2 separate regions of the Gossypium arboreum genome follow, and region 1 is linked to region 2. A link is a contact called in public Hi-C data. All regions are on one chromosome and are shown on one strand. Each heading gives the region's core, a stretch centred on a gene start, on an enhancer-like site or on the middle of the called end of the contact. The rest is flanking DNA. Distances are from core to core; before and after follow the strand shown.

Region 1 (7,019 bases), core at 1,212-3,711, 260 kb after region 2:
CATGTTATCATGTTTCACATAGCACAAATCACATGCTTATCAACTTAAACCATGTAAATTTCCACATCCATGAAAACATCATCATATGCATATATACTTAAACCAATATTAGCCAATTTCAATGGCCATTTACAAAATGAATTATCATCCAACAAGCCAACACATTTGGCCAAATCAATTATGACACATAACAAAATGACCAAGTCCCTATACATGCCATAACTCAAAATGTTGAATCCAATGGTACCCAAAATAATAAGTTGATAGTGTTAGTGGATCTCCGACAATCTCCAATCCCTAAGCTAGCTTAGTGACACTAAAAAATAAGAGAAAGGAAAGGGGAGTAAGCTATACAGCTTAGTAAGTTCCCATGCAAATAATAAGCATCAAATCTAAACACTGAACATGCAATTACCATCATGATGATTGACATAATTATTATTAAGATCTTAAAATCATAACTTACTCAATCATAACCTTACTGAGGGCTCATCACATAACGAGCTCATTACGTATGAGTTTTTTATACATACCTGAGTCATCTTGAATTGGATTTACATACAATTCATCTTTGACATACTCGTAAATTACCCATTGAACCACTTGGAATACTAAAAGATACCCGGGAGTCCCGTACACACGGTATCGTACCAATGCCATATCCCAAATATGATCTTATATGTAATCTCGTGTCAATGCCAATAGCCCAGCTATAGTCTTACACGAAGTCTCATATCGATGCCATATCCCAGATATGGTCTTACATGTAGTCTCATATTGATGCCATATCCTAGATCTAGTCTTCCACGTAGTCTTAGTAACCCTAATGTCATGACATTTGTATCCTATCTATTCCTAAGGTTCAATCGAGATTTCACGCTTGTCGAAACTTTGTCGAATTCATCCAAGGGTCAATCTCAATTCATACAATAATAAAGTATTTAAAACATAATTAAAATCATGCATTATTTACATACAAACTTACCTCGGTACAAAAATAGTAGAAATGGGACCTAATTGTCAAACACTTTGTTTTTCCCTCGATCTAGGTCTGAACCTTATTTCTCTTGATAATCGAGCTTGGAAGTGGCCAAACCCTAGCTATGACCTCCCCTTCTAATTTTCGGCTATGGAAGGGAGAAGATGGACAAATTTTGGCTTTTTATTCATTTAATTACCAAATGACCAAAATGCCATTATCTTAAAACATAAAATTTCTCTTACCTCATGTCTATTTTTGTCCACTAATTTAACAAATGGTCTAATTATCATCTAAGGACCTTCAATTTAAAATTTATTAGAAATTAGACACCTTTGGCATATAGAACTCAAGTTTTCACTCTTTGCAATTTAGTCCTTTTTGCTAAATTGAGTGCTCCAACGTCAAAATTTTCGAACGAAATTCTCACGAAATCATTCCATAAAACTGTAGGCCATAAAAATGTAATAAAAACAAGTTTTACTACGTCGAATTCGTGGTCCCGAAACCTCTGTTTTGACTGGCCACAAAATTGGGTTGTTACTTTGGGACTTGGACCAATACTTTTTCATCCATTGCTTTCCAATACATTAATCATCACCATTCAAATGTGAAGAACCCATCTATGAATTGTTTGGAGTCATATTTTTAAATGGTGAATAAAATTGTATTGGATGAAAATACACACAAAAGTAATGCAATGGATGGGAGCAGGGGTGAATTTAGATGGGGTTGGTACGACTTTTGACCCTCTTGAATTTTGTAAAATTTCATTTAAAACCTCTTTGATTTTTTTTTAAATTTTTATTTTGATCTTATAGTTAGTGGCTAAAAATAGAATGAATTTGTGTTTGGTCCCTAAATTTTTCTAAAGTTTTTTAAATTTGATTTATTTTATAGAATTTATATTTTTTATATGTTTAGTAACATTTTTAGTTCAGTCTAACTAACTAATATAGTGTACTATCTAAATATTAATTTGATAAGAATAAATTTAATAATTGCAATATTTAAATATAAATAATATCTAAATATTAATTAAGTAAAATAAACTTAATAATTAAAATATCTAATACAAATTTCATAATATTTTGACGATGAAAACATCTCAAGTAAGCCGAGTATACTGTAACCATGTTTATTTTATATAATATCCAAACACCACCCACCCCCCAACCCCCAATTAACATTTCTAGCTTGACCTTCGATACCAGCCAGACCCCCAAGTTAAATAATCCATTTCACATCAACAGCATAAAGTAACGTAAGCCCACAATGATCAGATTGAGAACGATAACAGACAACAACCCTCCCTCAAGAAATAGGAACAAAAGGAAAGAAAATAAAGGTACCTTCTTCTAACGCCGTAATCTATCCATTTGTGATTTTTCCATTGACGTGGTCCAATCAGAGAACGACCTGCCACTTCAACTTCAATCCTAGAACATTGCTCTTTGCTGTCCCCCTCCCCTGTAATAATAAAAACCTCTTACATACAAATGAAGAAACAGTTTATTTATATGTAATAATATTAATTTTTGGGTTTTCAGAGAAAAAAAAAAGGCCCTTTTTTTTTTCTCTCTTGTTTTTAAGTTTGGATGTTCATTTGCTATAGACAAAACCTTTATTTTTTTTTATAAGAGTATATAAATATAGTCTTGACGAAGGTTTCGACACAATCATCCACTTAGTACCATCATCAAGCAATAAAGCAGGGTGACATGACGGTGCAATAGTCAATAACCAAATTGTCTATAAATCTTTCATTGATTGGATAGCCTTTCATTCTTGCACTCAAATAGTGGAAACTTTTCTGGGTTCTTCTGGTTTTGTGCTCTTAATCAGCAGTTGCAGTACTTTATTGCTCTTTGGAGATTGTATAGTCTTTAGTCATGGCCCTTTGTGCATCTTCATTTCCTGCCATTATTAACTGGGGTGCAGCTTCAGATCCTCAAAAATCCACTCCTTTTGCTTCCCATTTTCTTGGTGGATCAGATCTGGTTTTGCAGCCATTGAAGAAGCTCAATCAGGTTCATATGAAATAACCATAAAAAAAAAAGGAAAACTGGTTTAATTTATTTTTTTATCAGAATTTATAGTCGTTCCTTGTTTTAGATAATACTTTGTTTAAGTAAAGTTTTTGAGTTTTGTTTAATGGGTTTAGTTTAGTTATAAGAAATGGATATCTTACCAAAATTTGGGTTTTCTTTTGATTTGAATTCAATTACTTATTAGATTTCAGTTAAAATAAATATAAATTGAAAAAATTGGTGGTTTTTTGTTTTGATTTGGTAAAGGTCAAAAAAAGGCCAGGTGGGGCTTATGCATCACTATCAGAAGGAGCTGAATATCACTCCCAAAGACCAGCAACGCCTCTCTTGGACACTATAAACTATCCAATTCATATGAAAAATCTCTCTGTCAAGGTATAAAAACATCCAAAAATAAAGTTCTTTTCCCTTGCCTTTTATCAATTATTATGATATGGGAACTTTTCATGCAGGAACTGAAACAACTATCCGAAGAACTGCGGTCTGATGTGGTTTTCAATGTTTCAAAAACTGGGGGTCACTTGGGTTCAAGCCTTGGTGTGGTTGAACTCACTGTGGCTCTTCATTATGTCTTCAATGCCCCTAGAGACAAGATATTGTGGGATGTTGGTCATCAGGTTTGGTTCTTGCTTTTCTTGGTTTTATGAGAAAAGAAAGATGTTGACTGATGGTCAATTGATCTTTATTTCGGAAAAATTCTTCATTTGATTTGTAGTCTTACCCTCACAAAATCTTGACTGGGAGAAGACATAAGATGCATACCATGAGGCAAACTAATGGATTGGCCGGATTCACGAAACGGTCGGAGAGTGAATACGATTGCTTCGGGACTGGTCACAGTTCAACCACAATCTCTGCAGGCTTGGGTATTAATCCAGTCCTTCTGCATTCTTTTTTGCATATTATATGTATGGTTAAAACATTGAAACCAGATAACTCTTATCGAACCGTTATCGAGTTCTTTGATGTTGCTCTTAGCTAACATGCGATTTTGTTGTTTTTTTAAATGAAATTTTTGCTTTTGATATGGTGAAATACTATTTTCAATTCCGTTATGCAAACCTAGTTTCACTTGATCTTCAGAGATTTAACTGTCTTGATGTTTCGGGTGGACAGGGATGGCTGTGGGAAGGGATCTGAAAGGTGAAAGGAATCATGTTGTTGCCGTCATAGGTGATGGTGCTATGACTGCAGGACAAGCTTACGAAGCAATGAACAATGCCGGATATCTTGATTCTGATATGATTGTTATTCTTAATGACAATAAACAAGTTTCTCTGCCAACTGCCAATCTCGACGGACCTATACCACCTGTGGGAGCTTTGAGCAGTGCTCTCAGCAGGCTGCAATCAAACAGGCCTCTTAGAGAACTGAGAGAGGTTGCAAAGGTAAGTAGAAATGAATAGAACCCAGAAAACTAATATAATTTTTACTAGAAACTAAAACTTACTAAGACTGGATATGGTTTGATTGCAGGGAGTTACCAAGCAAATCGGTGGGCCTATGCATGAACTGGCTGCAAAAGTTGATGAGTATGCTCGTGGAATGATCAGTGGTTCTGGATCTACACTTTTCGAAGAACTTGGACTATATTATATTGGACCTGTTGATGGCCACAACATCGATGATTTAGTTTCTATTCTCAAAGAGGTTAAGACTACTAAAACAACGGGTCCGGTCTTGATCCATGTTGTCACTGAGAAAGGCCGAGGTTATCCATATGCAGAGAGAGCTGCTGACAAGTATCACGGTAACATACAGAATAAGCCCTTTTAGAAGAGAGATCATTTCATATGATTTAATTTATATGACCTTAGTTTAGGGAATAAAAGAATAAACTGTACCTGGATTTCTTTTCTCAGGAGTGGTGAAGTTCGATCCGGCAACTGGAAAGCAATTCAAAGGCAATTCTGCTACCCAGTCTTACACTACATATTTTGCTGAGGCTTTGATTGCGGAAGCTGAGGCAGACAAAAATATTGTTGCCATCCATGCTGCAATGGGAGGTGGAACCGGATTAAACCTCTTCCTCCGCCGGTTCCCACAAAGATGTTTCGATGTGGGGATAGCTGAACAACATGCTGTCACCTTTGCTGCAGGCTTGGCCTGTGAAGGCTTGAAACCTTTTTGTGCAATCTACTCATCATTCATGCAAAGGGCTTATGACCAGGCAAGCTACCAAAGTTACCTCGGGTTTTCTTTTTTACGAATTGTAATCGATTATTATTCCGTGTAAGTTAAACATGTTGCATTTTAAAATCATTACTAATGTGTTGATTTGCTGCAACAGGTCGTACATGACGTTGATCTGCAGAAGCTGCCTGTAAGATTTGCAATGGACAGAGCTGGCCTCGTTGGTGCAGATGGTCCAACACATTGTGGGGCTTTTGACGTCACTTTCATGGCTTGCCTCCCCAACATGGTGGTAATGGCTCCTTCTGATGAAGCTGAACTTTTCCATATGGTTGCAACAGCTGCTGCCATAGATGACCGTCCTAGCTGTTTCCGTTACCCAAGAGGAAATGGGATCGGAGTTCAGTTACCACCTGGGAAAAAAGGGGTTCCACTGGAGGTGACTTTCAAGAAAGCCTCAAAATATTCCTTTTTGTAAAGAAACAAAGACTAAAGGGAAAATTAACTCGGAATTCGTATAATATCCCTTACAGGTTGGCAAAGGCAGGGTACTAATTGAAGGGGAAAGAGTGGCACTATTAGGCTATGGAAGTGCAGTTCAAAGCTGCTTAGCAGCTGCCTCTTTATTGGAATCGCATGGCTTAAGGCTGACCGTAGCAGATGCACGATTTTGTAAGCCATTGGATCACGCCTTGATCCGGAAACTGGCAAAGTCACACGAAGTACTGATCACAGTCGAAGAAGGATCAATCGGGGGCTTTGGTTCTCATGTGGCACAGTTCCTAGCACTTGATGGTCTTCTTGATGGCAAAGTAAAGGTATGCGAATCCGAAACAATGTATCCGTATACTAATAACTCTTTCTTTGCATTAAAATATTTTCATTTGCAGTGGAGGCCATTGGTTCTTCCCGATCGATACATTGACCATGGCTCACCCGTGGACCAGTTGGCTGAAGCTGGTCTTACGCCATCCCACATAGCCGCAACGGTGTTCAATGTGCTTGAACAAAAAAGAGAGGCTCTTGAGGTCATGTCCTCAAGAAACTGAAGAAGTCAACAACTTTGTACAAAATTTTACGTTTTGTTTTCTTTTCAAATCAGTGATGGTTAAATATATAATAATATAAATAATCTTAGTTACCATAAATAATTATTATGTAACCCAACAACTTTACGAGTAATATCACATATCTGAGTTCACATTAACGAATTCTACATATGTTATCTGTTTATTTATAAATTAAATTTGGTAGGCCTGAGTTATAACATTGGAATCCTAAAACAATTATTTAGACTTAAAAAGCAAAAAGAACTGAGCTTTATTGACATAAATTGCGTATCCTGTCGAGAAAAGTTAAAAACAACCCAAATTAGAGGATCCATGTGTCAATTTCCATGTCCAATGAATGTGGGATTTGGTTGCATTCCTAAAGAGAGTTAGTTCACCAAACATTAACAATGTTTGTCCACATAAGTCAATCACATCTATATATATTATTATAGCTCTTAGGGTTTATTATTTTAGTATTATTTTTATACTTTTATTTTTAAGAATTTAGTCTTTTACTTATCGAATTTAAGAAATTTAGTCTAATTATTAATATCTGTAAAATTATTTTGTTAATATAGTTTGTGTCATGTTCTAATTTTTCTATTAAAAATTCATTTAGTAGTCATATGACAAAAAAAATTGTAGTAAACTTGAATTTAATAGAAAATTTTAATGGTGTTAACAATTTTTAAATTCACATCAACATTTCAATTAGAATTAAGTATTCAGACTAATTAATGACAATATAAATGTTGAGGTATCAAATTATATAAAAAATTAAAGTATAAAGATTAAATCTTAAAT
Region 2 (6,705 bases), core at 2,947-5,446:
TATATGAGAAGGTAATTTAATAATTTTACAATTGAATTAAAGTCTAGTTAACTTATGACATCAACTTAATAAAATATTTAATATAAGTATACATAAATAGATGGTCATGATAAGCCGTGTATAGGAACATATCATAAAGCTTGGTTTCAAATTCTATAAACTTTACTCCTCCCAAGTTATCATATATAATCTATATTTTATATAAAAGCACGAGTTTGGAAAAAAATGAACCAATGAGAATAACTTTTATTTTTCACCATATTACTAAATTGACATTTAAAAATATTTATAATTTAATTTAAAATTATTAGTTATAACTCTTTAAAAACAAGTTGTGACAATTGTATTAACTCTATAATAGAATTATAGCTTGAATAAAAGTCTAAGGATACTCACTCTCAATAAGTCAAAATAATTAATAATTAAGGTTAAAATATAATTTTAAAAATTCTGATTTTTTATTTTTATAAGTATTTTTTATTTTCATATTTATTAACATAAAAAATAAAGTTATAACTTGAATAGAAGTCTAAGTATATAAATAGAGATTGATTTTATCTCTTAATTAACATTAGGCTTATATTTCAATTAAAATTTAAGTTTAGATCTATAAATAGCATTAATTTGTAGCATCAGAATCTCAAAAAGAAAGATCTGGACAAAAATGGCATCGGATAGATATGCAAGATCGTTTTAATTAAATTTTTTATAAGCTATTTATTCCGTGCGAAGCAAGTACTCTAGACCTGTTCATGGGCTTAGCTATCTGCCCAGGCTTGAAGGCTCACCTAAAATTTGAAAGGGTTTGAGTAAAAATATTAGGCCTAAAAAATGAGCTTTGGAAAAAAATTAAGCCTAGTTAAAATATGGGTCGGGTTTGAGCTTGAACATTTAAAGCCCAAACTTGGCCCAACCTGACCTGTTTTAAGTTTATAATACATTATATTATGTTATTTTTATATATTATATAATTTAGAACACATTAAAAAAATAAACCTATACTAAATATATAATATTACTCTAATGTAAACATTAATAAAAAAATGTTAAGATGATTATATAAAAATTTTCAATAAATAAAAAATGTATAAAATTATTAAATATTAAAATAAAACAATATAAATATATCTTAAAAAATAAAAAAATATCGGTGGGCTTAAAATGGGCTTGGGTTAGCCTTTTACAAATATGGATGAGTTTGGAAAAAATTTTAAACCCAAAATTCAAGTCAATTTGACTTGAGCAAGCATAAAGTATATTTATATCATGCTTAGGCGACTCGAACTCAACCCATGAACACATCTAAATTACTCTTTTATACTTTCTTTTTACCTTATTATTGTTATTATTATTATTATACATTAAGTTGTAAACAAATGAGAGATTTTTAAAAAAGTAAAAATATTTATCATATAAAATTTCAAAATTATTTTTAATTACTATTATTAAATATGTCTATTAATTTAATGTAAATATCATGAAGATTAAACGGGTGAGATATTTTTTAAAAAGTAAACGGAATTTACCATATAAGATATCAATAATTATTTTTTAATCACTATTATTAACTGTGGTTATTATTTAATGTAAATATATTTCATATTTAATCAATTTAGTGTAAATATATATTGTACTTATCATGAATCATTATTATAATTTATACATTTTATTTTACCACTTTTAATTTTAATTTAATATTATAATTTACTTTTTAATATATTTCTAAATTTCTATACTATTTTCAAATTTTTATTTATAAAATATTATTTATTTTAAATATTACTTACATTAAATATATTGTATATATTATATATTATTTATTTTAATTTATAAAAAAATTAAACACGTAAAATCACATGCAACATTAGAAACTAATGTTAAATAAATGGTGAGATTATTAGGTATATTACTAACAAATAAGAAACAAATTATAAAGTGATAAATCTCAAAATTATACTTGAATCTTGATTTAATGTGCAGTTGCTTACATGAACTTTAATTTGGTGCAATTATAAATGTGAAACTCTAATTGTAGTTCAAATGTATACTTGAAACTTTAATTTTGATTTAATCATACACATTTAAAGAAATAAATACATCAATTTATTTCTTATATTTGATGAATATAATTATTTATGTATAATATATTAACAAAAAATAATGTTATATTAATAATTTACAAAAGTTAGATTAAATTAAAATTTAATGTATAAAATTACACAAAATCAAAATTCATATATAGTTTTAATATTTATCCCATTTAATAAACAAATAAAGCGAAACGAGGATACAACAGGGCCAATTTACTTACTATTGTTTTAGTTTTGTTTGCTGTAGCATATATTTCCTTTAGCAGCTGATCAGAAAGAAAAAAAAGGAAAAGATATGCATGAATGAAGGGAAGAAGATCATGAACGAGAATCACACTCATCATGAATTATGTTTAAAAAAATGGAGTCATTTTCGGATGAAAATAGAAAAAAGAGAATTTTGGCAAGAACAGTCTTTTTATCCATACATGAGGGGATACAATGCCGAAAGCATATATAATGGGACAGTTCTTGTTCAATGCAAACTGGACCTAACTTATTCATAATTCAAGCATGAAAAGAGAATGTGTTTGATGAGTGCCAGCTGCTGGCTGCTGCTGAAAGCCGAAGTCAGTCCAAAGGGCAAGCTTTCTCAAAGGCTTGTTGCTCTTTGCGACATAAATCGAACTCATTTGTGTAGTAATACATGCATCCCACATAAGCTTCCATGGGGTCTTTGCATCTCTGATACAGATCTTTTAGCCTGCACCACGCGGTCCAACATTCCATAATTCAGATTAAAAAAGAAACGGAAAGGGTAACAGTAATGCACAATGTAGTCACCTATTCGAGTAATGCTTTGAGTTCCCCCCCAAAAATGTGCTTTTTAAAATATCCGGACAAGGGTACAAAGATAGGATTCACCTAAGTTCCTCCAAACACATAGAAAAGCTTAAAAGAATAAAGATGGAACATACCTATATTTGACACACGAACCAAGTTCGATAACATAGAGTAAGAACCGCAAAATATTCAGTGTTCAGAGGCATTTTTTAAGCTACAAAATGCTATAAACCCAAATCAAGTGAATGCGGCAAATGTCTTACTCTTGATTGGAGAAGTGGGAAGCCCCATTTTTACAATCAAACACAAACAGAAAGCCGAAAACCTATTAAAACTCAGTTGGTTTTCAGTAAATAGATCTAAAAAAGAATCAAACTAACATAAAGAGGAAGAAAAAACATCAGATTCAATGGCTCGGTTACACATGAATCTATTTCGCCTAATCATAGGGAGACTTAACATGGATTCATTTGAAGTTTCCATTGCTAATTGAAACACAAAGATACCAAATGAGAGATGATCATTTCCCCGCCCCGCCTACCCAAAGAGATAAACCCTATGTTTCTCGAGGATATGCCCGTACCTATATCGATATGGATACTTTCGAGAGAAATGACCTATCCCTATCCTTTTAACCACACTTTCACAGTATAAAACCTCCTAAAAAACCTGTTCCAAAATTTCCATTACAAAGATATTAAAACCAATAATCCTAATTATCACACATTTTCCTAGTTAATTTCATTTCCCAGTTTTAATTCCCTTTCAATTCCAACATTGTCATATACGAACCAATTGAGCAAGAAAAACCCACAAAGAAATTCAAAATGGGAAAAACTGAAAATTGAAAAAAAAAATGCTTACACTCCAAGGGCACAGCGAGTAGCTTGGCGGCCCTTATCGAGACATTTCTCAGGGTTGGGATCTTTCTTCTTACACTTGAGGAACTCCACGTTTTCGGACATACATTTAATCTCTATGTGCTTTGCTGATGACATCAGCACCGACGACGTTGGGATCGGTTCCCCCGTCGCATCCACCACTTTCGCCATTTCCGCCACCGAACCCAGAAAGAAATAAAAAAAAATAAAAAGATCGCTTCTTTCTGCATCAACAATGAAAAGACGTCAAAATTTCATCAATCAAGATGAAAAAAAGGGAAAAATTACTGGGAATTAATCTCTTACCTTAATCAAGTAAAGGGTTTTCACTTAAACACTGAGATAGAGAATAGGGTTGTAAAGGACTCAAGAGTGAAGAGTTAAGGTTTTGTTTAAACAGACGTAAACGGTGGAGTTGGTTGGTAATTCATTTTTGCTTTGAAGGGTATTTACGTCATTCCATGTTTCTTTTTGGGGTTTTATGCTTCCAATCCCAAAACCCTTGCTTTCTTCAGTTTTCTTTTCTCTTTTGTGCCAATCACCAAAGCAGTCATTTTCCGAGACAATTTAAGGGTAAGTTAAATTAAATTATTGTGATTTGATTTAATGTTAAAGTGACTTCCTTAGATCTCTTCTTTGCTTAGTTTTTCATCTGTTTTTTTATGGATAAAATGTTGAATTTGCTGAAATTTGTAGAGATCTTCGAATTGACTTTACCCCTTGAAAAGTGTAGGCAAAAGATTTCATTTTTCTTTTCCGTTTCATTGTTGCATAGGAAATTTCCTTTTTCCTTCTTTTGCCTATTGCAATTGGAGTGACCGTTCTTTATATTACTATACATGTTTGGCATCAATGATCAAACTTAAATTGTCGGGTTGGGTTGGGTTGGTTTTGGATATGACAAAGAAAGGCATGATTTTGAGCAATGTCCCTTGGCTCATTTAGATAATGCCTTTAAACCTGAAAGAATTGGTGATTGATTGTCAGTGCTGAATTATTGCTAGAATCCATTTTTGTTTTGAAATGGACAGGATGTTTTGACATTGAATATTACATAATTTGCTCGGGTTGGGGGGATTGATATAATGAAGTAAAGGATTGGATATCAGGCTCACTTCCTTTGCATTCTAGACTTGCTTAGGTGAAGCTAGTAAGCTGAAATGGTGATGGATTAGCAACCAGGTGATTATTTTATGATTTTCTCTTGGAGAGCCAGGGTTGTCAAGGCATTGTGTTACAGTCCCAAGTTACGGATCGAGTCACTGGATGATTTGTAGGAAATTTGTTTGACTTAACTGATCTTTTCCCTTTGTTTCTGTTTCTTTCGTGGGATGACCCATAATGAACAAGTGGAACTCGTCAAAGGGAATTCCAGACCTTAGAATCGTTAAAAGTGTCTTAAACCCCTGAATATTAGAATAAATTCCGACTTAATTTATTCTTATTTGCAACAGCAGCTATCTTTTTTTTTAATCCCAAATTTAGTGTGAGCATTTTATTTGTCTCTTTAACACTTTATAACTCTTCCCCCCTTCTGCAAAGTTTATAAGTTAAATAAAATTCATTGTCTAGAGAATCTCTTTGTTATTCACACTGAGGTGGACTCTGTAAAAGAAATTGTCAACTTGACTAGGTTTGTTGGTCGCCAGTAAACACTTGAATATGTTTTGAGTGATGCGGGATATGATGGTGTGGTGTGGAGGGCTTTATGTGTTATCATTGGACCTCTTTGTTGCTCATGGTATGCATTTGGACTCAAATCCGTTGCTCACTCACTCCGATGCCATGTTTAAATTGTGTGCATTTATAACTGTGGGCAAAACATAATAAGTACGGTTTTCTTCATACATATATACAACATGCATGTAAGGATGGATGTTTTGTGCTGTTTATGTTATAAAAATGCATCCGTTCGTACTGATTAGGTTGGTGTTTTCTTGTGTATGTATAGAGATGGGCGACAAGAAGAAAAAGACTTTTATGTTTATCCGTCTTGTCTCGGCTGCTGGGACTGGATTCTTCTACGTGAAGAGGAAAAGTGCTAAGAAAGTGGCTGAGAAACTCGAGTTCCGCAAGTATGATCCCCGGGTAAATCGCCATGTTCTTTTTACAGAGCAAAAAATGAAATAAGGAACCTGTTATTTTGCTTGCAGCTATTCCGTTCTCAACTTATTGACTTTTTAGATTGATGTAGCCGTACTGTTTTTGGTAGAAGATACCAAATTATGCGAACTGGAATGAAAGATGATCGTGTTTTGTCAAATTTGTTTAAGCCTCCAAAGCTTGCATTATCATGTATTAAATGCATCATTTAAAGAGACGGTCAATGAGCAAAACATATATTTTAGGTTAAATTATGAGGATAATCCCTGTACTTGTTGATTTGTGTGGGTTGTCTTTCTACTTTTATTTGCTTTAGTTTGGTCCCTCATTTTCAGTTAGCTCTACTAAAAAATTATTTACAATAACAAATTTAGCCTCTCAATCTTTACCACTGTTATCAATTTGACCTCTACTTTTTTTTCTTATAAAAATATTAAAAAAAACTATAAAATTATATTAAAAAATTATAGATTAGTTAAAATTTTTTAAATGTGTCGACAAATTAACGAAAAAAAAAAAACACTGAAACTTAATATCAATCACTAGATTAGAAATCATTGTTCAATTAGTTACGAGTGTAATCTTACACAATTGAAAAAATAATTTTCTTAATAATGAGCTTTGAAAAAAACTCCCTCTATCAACCCTTCCCACTTTCTTCTTTTATATGGCTTCAATTCTCATGGTTTCGCATAGTAATCAAAATTAACAAACAAAACCTCTCTCCTTTTTTTTCTAAAAAAAATCGAAACCAAAAAAGATGAATGGAAAAAATATCTTCATGTCGTTTCTTTTTTTGGTGTGGTTTCATTCGATTTTTCAAAGACCCACAATCTTTTTCAGTGTGA

The links. Hi-C and Micro-C count contacts between places; a contact is called where the count stands out from the background.
Region 1: a Hi-C map of leaf shows a contact between it and region 2, with 4 times the contacts expected there. The contact joins the promoter of LOC108453701 here to the promoter of LOC108487078 in region 2. A contact is called at or near these places in 3 of 5 Hi-C or Micro-C datasets (all in leaf).

The regions. Positions count from the first base shown.
Region 1 is chr10:101,105,340-101,112,358 of ASM2569848v2, forward strand. It overlaps LOC108453701 (probable 1-deoxy-D-xylulose-5-phosphate synthase, chloroplastic), which reads left to right and starts at 2,462. Exons shown (of 10, transcript XM_053020482.1): 1 at 2,462-3,009; 2 at 3,277-3,405; 3 at 3,483-3,647; 4 at 3,746-3,896; 5 at 4,147-4,418; 6 at 4,507-4,780; 7 at 4,893-5,200; 8 at 5,321-5,602; 9 at 5,697-5,981; 10 at 6,054-6,370. The coding sequence starts at 2,872. The coding sequence ends at 6,212.
Region 2 is chr10:100,848,581-100,855,285 of ASM2569848v2, forward strand. LOC108487078 (NADH dehydrogenase [ubiquinone] 1 alpha subcomplex subunit 8-B) reads right to left here and starts at 4,197. Exons shown (of 3, transcript XM_017791308.2): 1 at 4,061-4,197; 2 at 3,738-3,978; 3 at 2,461-2,793. The coding sequence starts at 3,925. The coding sequence ends at 2,661. It overlaps LOC108487079, which reads left to right and starts at 4,233. Exons shown (of 2, transcript XM_017791309.2): 1 at 4,233-4,327; 2 at 5,706-6,120. The coding sequence starts at 5,708. The coding sequence ends at 5,884.